Regions from separate parts of the Gasterosteus aculeatus genome. Here all the other regions are linked to region 2. A link is a contact called in public Hi-C data. All regions are on one chromosome and are shown on one strand. Each heading gives the region's core, a stretch centred on a gene start, on an enhancer-like site or on the middle of the called end of the contact. The rest is flanking DNA. Distances are from core to core; before and after follow the strand shown.

Region 1 (3,511 bases), core at 831-3,330, 180 kb after region 2:
TGAGTTAAGATAGATTTAGAATAGCATCACGCTGTATCCCACTGAGAGTTTCAGTGAACTACAAAGACGAGGGAGCACTTTCTTTTCTCTGTGTGATAACACAAAGGCCAGGAGTGTGCTACGGATTGCTTCGCTCGATATTCACATTACACTCTCATTTACAAAAAGGCGAGGTCTCCGTTGAACACCTGGCCCCTCCTCAATTTACCCTCCTCGGGTACCGTCTTTCTTTTATTTTTTTTGCCAGGGCATTTGTGCTGAAACAAAACAGCGACGGCGGAATACTTCACCAGCATAACATAGGACCATGTTGGCATTGTTGTTTCCTCCGATTATACATGACACGCTAAATAAAAAGGGGGCTGATTGGAAGAGGGAAACCTGATGCCTCGGCGGTGGGACAAGGACAAACGTTCGAACGAGCACGTGCGGAATGCAGAGTGGCAGCAGGAAAGCGGCAATCTACATGTCTAATGCCGAGGATGCTTCCTATTCGGTGTTTATGAAACATGGCTGCCGGGACTACAGAGGTAAGGGGATCCGCCATCAAAGTCCGCCCTGACTAAAAACAAAGAAGAAGCGACAATGCTGCAGTGGAATGCGCGGCAGAACATAATACTCCACGTCCTCCTCCTCCTCTGCTCCCTTAAGCGGTCTCATCTGATTACAGCGTATAGCAGGGCCCCTCAGTCCCGCTCCTCACTGCCGCGAGTAGGAGGCACAACACAACTTGCCAAAGTGGCCCGGGAGGAGAGGGGATGTTGCGGAGGAGACCGAGAAGCAGAGAAGAAGATGGGGAACAGGTAGAGCGGAGAGGGGGTGCAAAGTTGTTTTGTGGGTCCGCGAGCGAAGCACAGACTGGATGTCTGACGATGGCGACGGGGCAGCGGATCGTTTACAGGCTCCCTCAGCAGCCCCCCCTCCCAACCCACCACCCCCCCCCGCACACGTCCGTCTCCAGCCACAGAGTTCGCCCTCTACTTAAGGCAACAAGAGTCAGGCTCGGCATTACAAGCCTATTAAAAGATACTTTTAATTATGCCCCGCTCTCCCGGGATCACTTCTTCCGTGAACTCTGTGTTTCTTTGGCATGTGCACTTAGGAATGGCACAAGCAGAAGCACGTGTTGTTTTCTCCCTCCAATTAAAGGGCATGTTGACAGATTAGGGCTGCTTCTGGTTTGTGCTCCACTAACGCATTTAGGGAAGATGATGAACATGGAGCGAGGGGGAGAGGAGGGAGGGGACTTAAAGAGAGAGAGAAACCGAAAGAGAGGCTGATAGAATGAGAAAGAAGAAAAAGAGAGAAGGAAACATGCACATGAACCCTGAGGGATTAATGTGTTTACATTACCTGGGCTGTGATCTATCACCAGCCTCGTCAACTTCCATTATGCGTCACATATTTAAGCAAGTAACAGACCTGGGAGCCCCTGCAACTCACTCATACTATTTCTATTGGATTAAGTCAGAGCAAATATCTAGGGCACAGCTCCCACACCGTGGTTTTAGCATTCTGCTAGTCATTTGATTTGTACGTTGTATCACTTTACCGTCGCGAAAAGGCACTGCAGGAAGGAGCCCATCCTACATGCCTGGAGAGCTTTAGGCAGTATGAGATTTCGCCGATTACCATACGGCACCTATAGCATCTTCCAAACAAACCCGCTATTTGGGCCTCGCGAGTCTGGTTAGACAACAGCCAGGCGCGGGAACGCTCAGCGTCAGAATGTACTCACTCAGTAGGCGGATTCACCATCTGAGATACATGCGGTTGTCGTTTTGTGAGAGCAGGCCTGGATTGTGTGTTAAACACTCGGGAGGTCTGGCATCACTGTGTAGATGCTGACACTGGAGTCTGCAGCAGGGTGAAGGAGGCCACAGTCACACTACGAGCTGCAGTCAATATCCATTTAGTCACTGATGCTATTGGCTCGTTTCTGAAATAATAATATTACGGGTAATTTGTCTTGTCGTGGAGGAGGGAGAATTATCCTTTTTATAACATCCCTCATTTGGAATAGCGGGTCGCGGGCGAAGCTGTGGGTACAAATGTAAATAAATATTTTTGATAAAACACTGGGAAATCAATGGGTGCTTCCTGCGATCCATCTGGAGCGAATCAATCATCATCTGCGCAGCCGGCAGTCTGGTGCGGGAGGACGGCGTTGCAGTGAGAGAATGGTGCAATCTTCTTCTGATACCTCTCATTTTGGAGTCGCTTCTCATAATAGGGTCATCATTTCATCACTTAGCCAATCCAGAGCCCTGCCACTCAGCCTTGCAGGGATCATGGGGAGCAGGGAGAAAGGGGGGTGGTGGGGGGGAGGCAGACAGGCCTCATCAGGAGTCAACCGAACACACACTTCTGCTCCATACGTCTTCATTCAGGTCAATAAAAGAAAAAAAGAGATCAAGAGAACCGAGAGGAGATCAGAAAATGGATTCCCTCTCCTCAAAGTCATATTGGCTCATTGTGTCATTTTTCAAAGTCAAGTAAAATCATCAAATCACAATTTGTGTATCAGCCCATGAGCAAGCTGAGATGCACCTGTTAAAACACTAAAGCTTTCAGTGTGAACAGAATCATCCCGAAAACCAGGAGAATGCTAATTTAAGTTGAATAAAAGAAATGTTATAATAATGCAAAACTGAGCGTAAAATATGACTTTGTTTAAATGTAATTGGGGTCAGAGTCAGCTAAGTGTACGTGTGTGTGTGTGTGTTTGTTTGGGGGGGGGGGTGCATTTCACTGCTTGGTGACATTAGAAGACTTCCTCAACATGGACCTCAACAAATAAAAAACACACAAATTTAGAAAACAGCTGTGTAACTATATCAGCTGAAGCTATAAACTATTAACACAACAATAATGCCATTCATATTCATAATGCAAAGATAAAAGGGGGGAAATGACTTCTGTGCTTTAATAACAATAAAAGCCAAGGATGCCATTTGTTTAGTCAAATAGCATAGTGCATATGTGTTTAATCATTTAATAACCCCCCCCCCAAAAAAAAAAATAGAAATGCAAGGTCAAAAATAAATTACATCCATTATTTGCAGCAGATCTCCCCAAAGCATTTGGAGCGAAAACTGTTTTGAATTTCAATTGGCTTCCAAGTGGCAAAAGCCCTCAGCTAATACATCAAAGAAAAATTGGTGTCAACTAATCGGTTTAGGACACAGATTTAGAATGGTTAAAAAATCCCATGAATACTTCAAGCATTTTATTCTTTCCCCTGAATACCGCTGAAAAGGCTCGGGGAGCCGTTCAGCTGACCTCGTGCGCGCCAGAAACCTGTCGACGTTAACTTACTGTTGAACTCGTCCGGACGCGCAATTAGTCCACCTCAACGCATAATGTTGCGTAATAATGGCCCCTATATCCAATTTAGATTACGCGCGCTCCCTCGGGCGTCGTAAGTGGCGCGCATCGTCTTTCATTCGCACCGTCTTTGCCACGTAAAGCCCTTTTCATTCGTCAATCGCGCGCTCGTTTTCTCTGGGGA
Region 2 (3,542 bases), core at 23-2,522:
GGAAGGGATTTTAGAGTAATGCAACAAAATAAGGTCATTATTGAGGTGTAAACAAACAACACCCCAAAACATTTTTTATTTTTATTTAACTTGAACACGTTTTTTTTTCTACCAAAAGCGTGGCAACTAAATACAACTATTTTATATTTGAAATATTCTGTATATTTACAACGAAAAACTTTACTTTACTTTAATGCACGTCTTCCCCTGCGTGGCCTGTGTAAACCGTCACAGCGCGTCGCAGCCTTTTATAAACATAACTTTCAGGGAATGATGTAACAATAAGTCCTATGCACACTTTGTTAATATGTTACTTTTTAACCACTTTTGACTTACAAATAGATCCCCCCCCCTACCTCTCTCAGCTTTAACCACATCGCTCAAAAAGTTGACGCTCAAACGTCTCTTGCGGAACTGTTCATTTATTTTCATTTGAATTGCGAAGCAATATAAAAAAAACAACAACAACAACAACAAAAAAGTTCTATCGAAGACTTCGAAAGGGGGCCAAAAGTGACTCACCAGCTGATTGAAAATTGATATATCGTTCGAGTAGGGCAGAAACGCTCCGTAGCCCTGCGCTGCTGCGGCGAAAGGAGATCCGTACATAGTGGAGAGGACGTTGGAGAGCGCGCCGGACGGACTGAGCTCCGTCCCGGCCCGGGCGTTGCTGGCGATCCCCTGGCGCTCCGGCGGGTATATCGGTCGGATGTACTGATATCCCAGCTGTGGGAACGACATGGCGGCGGGGAAGGGGAGGGGGGGGAGAAGAAAGTCTGCTGCGATCACACAAAGCAAAGGATTTGCCTCGATATCCACTTTTACAGTGTGAGCATGTGGGCAACAAAAGGTGCGAGCAAGGGAAGTCTATATTTCCTCGGTAGCAGCCAGTGTAAACGATCCGGTTGCGCCCCTTATTTCTTGCTTTTCTTCTTCTTCTTCTTCTTTCCACCCGCACTTCCCTATTGATCTGGATGGACTAAGGTCAGGTCCTTACAGATTGCTTTAGATTATTGGGACTGCCTTGCTCAGATTGACATTTCTAGTCGTTTAGAAGCCCCTCCCATTTTCTCAAATCTCACCCCTCTCATATCCACCGCTCGCCGACCAGCCTCTCTCTCTTTCTCTCTCTTTCTCCCTCCCTCTCTCTCTCTCCCTCTCTCTCTCCCTCTCTCTCTCTCTCTCCCTCCCTCTCTCTCTCCCTCTCTCTCTCTCTCTCCCTCCCTCTCTCTCTCTCTCTCCTCTCTCTCACTCCCTCCCTCCCTCGCTCTCTCTTCTCGGATAAGTGCGCTGACGTCGCGAGCTCTTATTTGAATGGGGTTTCAAATCTCATTTTATGGCTCGCCAATCTATTTCATTTGTTGTTTGTTGTTCGAGTCCGTCCCACCGCATTGTTTGTGTTAATTCTCAATTTTGCCCGTTTGCACAACAGTAAGCCGTGAGATGTCTACGACTGATTAACTTCTTCTTTTGTTTCGTCTCTAGTTTTCTTTTTAACACAAAAGTGCACTTTTATTCTTGGACACTCGAGTACATCGGTTAAAAAAAAGTAAAATTAGTTCCCTCTCTTGTAACAATTGGAAAATGTTCACGCACATTTTTTTAAACCGACATTCCTCTATATTAATAAAAAAAACCATGTCAGTTGGCAGTTTCAAAAACTATTAAATCACAAGAAAAAAATCAGAAAATAATGAATATGTTTTTAACTACTGGCGGTGCTCACGCTTTGTCCTGGCCGTGGATCACAGGCTATACACACCTTTTTAATCCATCACTATGTCACCGTGACTGTGTTTTCCTACACCGGTTCGGAGGCGTTATGGGCGAATCGGAGTCAATTCAGGACATCAAACAGGTCGCATGCAGCTACTTGACATCAAAGAGGGAGCTGTTGATGGGCGCATTACACTGTTAATGAAGAGTAAAGTGCAAAGCAGCAACAATGACGAGTAATAAACAAGGTAGTGGATTGGCCTGAAGATGTGTATTCCGGGGGAAACAATACTCTGACTTCAGAAAGAATGAGCAAAACATATTTATAAATAAAAAAATATATTTTGAAAATTATAATTGTTATTATTAACGAACCCAATAACCATAATAATGACACGTGATCGTAATAGTAATAATAACAGCAATGGTGTAACCGAGTAAATAAACAGATTGCTCGGTACAAAGCTTAAAACAAGACGTTTGAGATACTTGTCTCTAAATCCGCTCTAAAACCAAACGATCATCCGGACAGACTGCACTTGAAGAAAATCCATTCGATAATTTTGATGCAACCTGATGTTTCTTGTAAATAATTCGGATTAAAACAAAACAAGGGAGTCAAAATTGAAATTCCGCGAATCAATACACAAAAGTGTGTACGGGACAACCGTAATCGCATTTGAACCGATTTTATACCAGCATCTGTTTTGTTAATCGTTCGCAAAACAACTGCAGAGGTTGAATCATTATTCCACCCACTTTATATGAATATAAGTCTTAACGTATTATTGACGGCGGGATGAAATCTCATCAATCTCATGTGTAGTTTTGATAATGCGATCCCGGTTTCCAAGAATTCTAAACTTGTATAAACCTTTAATCTTCTTTGGAAGCAGATAGTTATCATTGTCTGGGGGGGGGGGGGGGGGGGGGGATAATAGCAGCTATAATTTCATACATAGAACAACCCCATACGGATACGCCTTGTGTCTGTAAAACTCTGTCCTGAATCTGTGTGTGTTCTTCGCCGACATCCACCCCAACCCGGATTATGGGGTTATTAATTACAGCGGCTTGCTGGTGCCATCCGACCGGAATGGTAATCACTACATAGCAGTCAATAGCACGCGCACACTTAACACACGCGGTCATGCGCGCGCGCGCACACACACACACACACACACACCCACACGCACGCTAAGAGAGACGTAAGATCGACCTGCAAACGGAGGGGGTCCAGACAGAGAAGTGCAGGGTGGTTAAAGATAAATGCGTAAGTGTGTAGAAGAAGAACTTTAAAACGACAATAAAAAAAAGAGCGAGAGAGAGAGAGAGAGGGAGAGAGAGGGAGGGAGAGAGGGAGGGGCGAGGAGCGAGAGAGAAAATAAATAATTCTGAGCGAGGTGTCTGACTGCTGGTGTCCACTAAGCAGCGCTCCGAGTCCGGATGGACACGTGTCTCGTACCCGGGACGACGGTCGGTCGGTCGGTCGCGACCCCCCCCCCCCCGCCCCCCCCCCTCCTCCTCCACTCCACCCACGCCAAGGACTGCGTCTGATTTATTGCCTCCAATCAAACGCGCCACGCACTAACTTAACACTTTCACGCCGACCCGGGAAACTAGCGTGGCCATAAAAGCATTAAGACGCAGCTCCCCCCTTTTCTCCTCCAGAGAGTCTCAGTAAACAGTAAACTAACCCCAGCTGGACTTCCGCGCGCACGCACACACACACACACACACACACACACACACAGGCCAAAACTCAGCCCATGCAAACCACCACGTTACATCTTTTTGGACCTATTGCTATCGATATTTTAATATTA
Region 3 (3,439 bases), core at 21-2,520, 200 kb before region 2:
CTACCATGTCAAGCTCATCATATGAACACTAAACAATATTATAGTACAATGTTTTGAACTTTACCTTACGACTTGAATTGGAAGACATGCTCCAGAAGGGGTTTAAGTTCATTACTCATCCAGAGGTTCAGAATGGTGTCCCTCTTTCTATGTAGATCCCACGACAAGAGCTGTACTGGCCATCCAAAACTGTAATGACAAAAGAAAGAAAAGACGCTTGACACAAGTGACTGTAGCTTCCGTTCAAAAGAACACAGGTCAAGTATTCAAGTATACAGTCAAGTATTTCATACGGATCTCGTGTCATCTAGCAGGTTAACACTATGGCAATACTTCATTGCAATTTCATAGTCGTTATCAATCTGTCTTATCAATAAGTGCAGATGGAAAAACAAAATGAGAAACGTTGACAATCGCTATAATGACAGGGGATGTGAGGGATTGTTTGGGATAGCTTAGCTCTGTGCTAACTTACGTTAGCTGTTTTCATGAAGGAAGCGAAGAGTTTGATTGCCATCGACGTTTGGAAAGTCAGTTGTGTAGCAAGTTGATCGCTGTAGTTTGTCGTCGGGTGGCAACACCAGAGAACAGTGTTTGAATTTCAATAAAATCTGCTATTAATATCGTGGCATTCCTGACAGGATATCGAGTTTTGTACCATTCGTCATAACGGTGCTAACGTTGCGTTAGCAAACAGTATAGACTTAACAGAACGTTAGCTTGCAGCTTAAACTCTAACCACATTCTCCCTCAAAGCCTAAAAGCAGGATGTGCACACACAGACGTTGTCACACCTGTTTTCCTTAACTAAGGTTAACAATGTATTAGTTATAGCATTAGCTTGCAATGCTACTTTTAGCGTTGCCAACACATTGTCTAACGTTATACCTTTAAGTTAAACTGTTGCGAAAGAAAAAACTATGCGATGAAACTCACCGTATTTGTCAGAGAGCTTTACAATGAGCTTTTAAGAGCGATATTAACGTGTGTCCTAGCGTATGTATCGCTGAACTGCTCAGCTGTTCGTCAGTCCTTTAAGTGTCATACCGGCTAACTAGCTAACATTGGCTAGCTAAATAATTTGACAGACAGAGAAACCAGAGTTCAATCTAACAACTGAGGGGGCGTTTCGGCGTATGGCTTCGGATTTGTATTGGTCTACAGGATAAACTTCTCACATTTCATTTGCTGGTTTCCTCGTCACGTGAGTAGGGAAAGTAGTTCGTGGAACAATGGCTTGCTGTCAATCAAACCGTGAGTACAGTTGCTGTGTTTTTCTTTTGTGGAACAAGAAAGAAAGGAAGATACGGTGATTTATTGCACAATGAAAAGGCGTTTTTAACAGAAGACATTTTTCTTATCTGACAAACCACAGGATAACCTAATTCGAGGGACTTTTAATTTAGCTATATTAAATTAAATGGAATAGTTGTAGATGATTGCTCGGGATGTCTTATATAATAATGAATATAATGTCTACTAGCGGTATCTGCACTGCTGCTCGTTGACTAGGTTAATCAAGTTGCAATGAAAAAAGTGTTATTGTTGTATTGTTATTGAAGTCTGTCGTGTCCGTTAATAGTTAATTCATTTCCCCAAAATGGTATTGACCCATTTTCTTTGCGAAAATCAACATGGCTGTTTACTCCAGGGTGGTTCATTTTAGAAATATTTCATATTTTGCTAAATTAATTGGCTAAATTCGAGGTTGAATAAACATTGTTAATAGAGCTACTGTTAAATATTTGAATGTAACGTTAGAGTCCAAAATAATACATCTATTTTCTGCTTATCCTCTTCAGGTGCCATTATTAAATGTTATTGGAGTTTTTTAACACTGAATATCAAGTGCATTTTTCTTTTTTCATAACACTTTTCCTCCGGATCATAATATCAATGTTTTTTTTTTGTGTGTCTTTTTAAACGACATTATCTGTTCAGTGTCCCCTAGAAAAAACGCTGCAGGCCCTCTGATGAATAATAAAATAATAAACACTTTTCTATTGCCTTAATTTCAATGTTTCAGTGCACCTCACAGCCATAGTCCCTTGAGGATAAGACTCAAGCCATCTGCGTCACATATTTCTTTAGTATCGACCATGCTTCATTGGCAGTTCATTCTGCTGATTGATTGATTTCCTAACAATTACCCCTAATTATTTTTCTGGGTAAGAAAAAAAAAACTAATTTAATGCATGGGTGATTACATTAATTGGGAGAAATGACATTGTCCAAGTTTCAGAGTAAATACAAATTATTGACTCCATTATTGTTATCTGATTGTGTATTGTTCCAAGTACACTTCACTGACAAAGGTAATTAGTGTCCTGCTGCTTCATTGGGGCAGCCGGCAACGCAAGGTCACCATCACTCTTTTGACATGTACAAATCAAAGATCACCTCAAAACAAATAAGTTTATGCCTGGTTTGCCTCCATCGACATTGAGATAAACTGTCTGACACAAACAAGGGGGCAAATATTCACACCATTGGTTTTGTAATGAGTTTTTTTGTCTTTGCCATTGATTCTTTATCTAATCAACTATTGTGACCTTGTTTGGTCAAACAAATACTCTAATGAATGTAATTAAAATGGGGAGATTGGATTAACTAATTGAATATGTGACCGTTATGAAACCCGTTGGAGCTGTGTTTCCTTAATACTGGAAATATTTCAGCATCTGCTATTTGGTGGGAGGTCAATTATTATACCCTTCTCGGGCATTAAGCTTTATTTTGATTAGAATATATATATAAAGCAGTAAAGGCTATATACAAAATATCAAGTTGACAGGGGCCACGGTGATGATGAGCTACAGTACTGCATGTGAATAGTATCATATCAGCATCAGATCCCTTTTTATATTTGCAATGTAGATCAATGATGTAATGGTATATTTTATTATCTGATTTTTCCTGTCTGAAAGATTTATATATATTGTTTTTTTTCCATCTGCGTGCCGTCAGCTGAAATTCAAATTTAACATGAAATATGTTCCCTGCTGTAGGTCCATTTCTTCAGAGACTTTTAGGCCGATGGACTCAAGTCTACAATTGCGTTTAAATGACAGTTAAAAATTACAATTGGCAGTCCCTGGTGAAGCCTGTCTTCACAGCATAGACATAAAAAAGTGAGAAAAGATGATTCCACATCCAGATAATATGTAATAACAATGTTAGTTTGAATAAAGAAAGCCAAATCTAGATTCAAATGTAATATTCATTTTAGAAATATGAACAACTGGGGAGTAAAGAATACAAAAGAAAAAACATCAGCCAAATCCTTCATATAGCAATAGTCTTTCCTTGTCCCCGAGGCTATGGCCTGCTAAAACCTCAATGCAGCAATTATTTGCTGTAATGACTGCAGTTCAAATAAGCCTGGAGATTTTATTAAACCAAATGAGAGAATCATCGGTGTATTATCACCTTGTGATTG

Evidence for each region. Hi-C and Micro-C count contacts between places; a contact is called where the count stands out from the background.
Region 1: a contact with region 2 is called in a Hi-C map of tail fin, with 2.9 times the contacts expected there. The contact joins the promoter of irx5a here to the promoter of irx3a in region 2. A contact is called at or near these places in 4 of 6 Hi-C or Micro-C datasets (skeletal muscle, tail fin and whole body).
Region 3: a Hi-C map of skeletal muscle shows a contact between it and region 2, with 3 times the contacts expected there. The contact joins the promoter of aktip here to the promoter of irx3a in region 2. A contact is called at or near these places in 3 of 6 Hi-C or Micro-C datasets (skeletal muscle and tail fin).

What each region holds. Positions count from the first base shown.
Region 1 is chr12:18,615,764-18,619,274 of fGasAcu3.hap1.1, reverse strand. irx5a (iroquois homeobox 5a) reads left to right here and starts at 2,080. Exons shown (of 3, transcript XM_040167696.2): 1 at 2,080-3,511. It overlaps LOC144385340 (a long non-coding RNA gene), which reads right to left and starts at 918. Exons shown (of 3, transcript XR_013451587.1): 1 at 1-918.
Region 2 is chr12:18,793,068-18,796,609 of fGasAcu3.hap1.1, reverse strand. irx3a (iroquois homeobox 3a) reads right to left here and starts at 1,272. Exons shown (of 2, transcript XM_040166330.2): 1 at 523-1,272. The coding sequence starts at 741.
Region 3 is chr12:18,997,758-19,001,196 of fGasAcu3.hap1.1, reverse strand. aktip (akt interacting protein) reads right to left here and starts at 1,270. Exons shown (of 11, transcript XM_040165052.2): 1 at 937-1,270; 2 at 476-554; 3 at 65-189. The coding sequence starts at 112.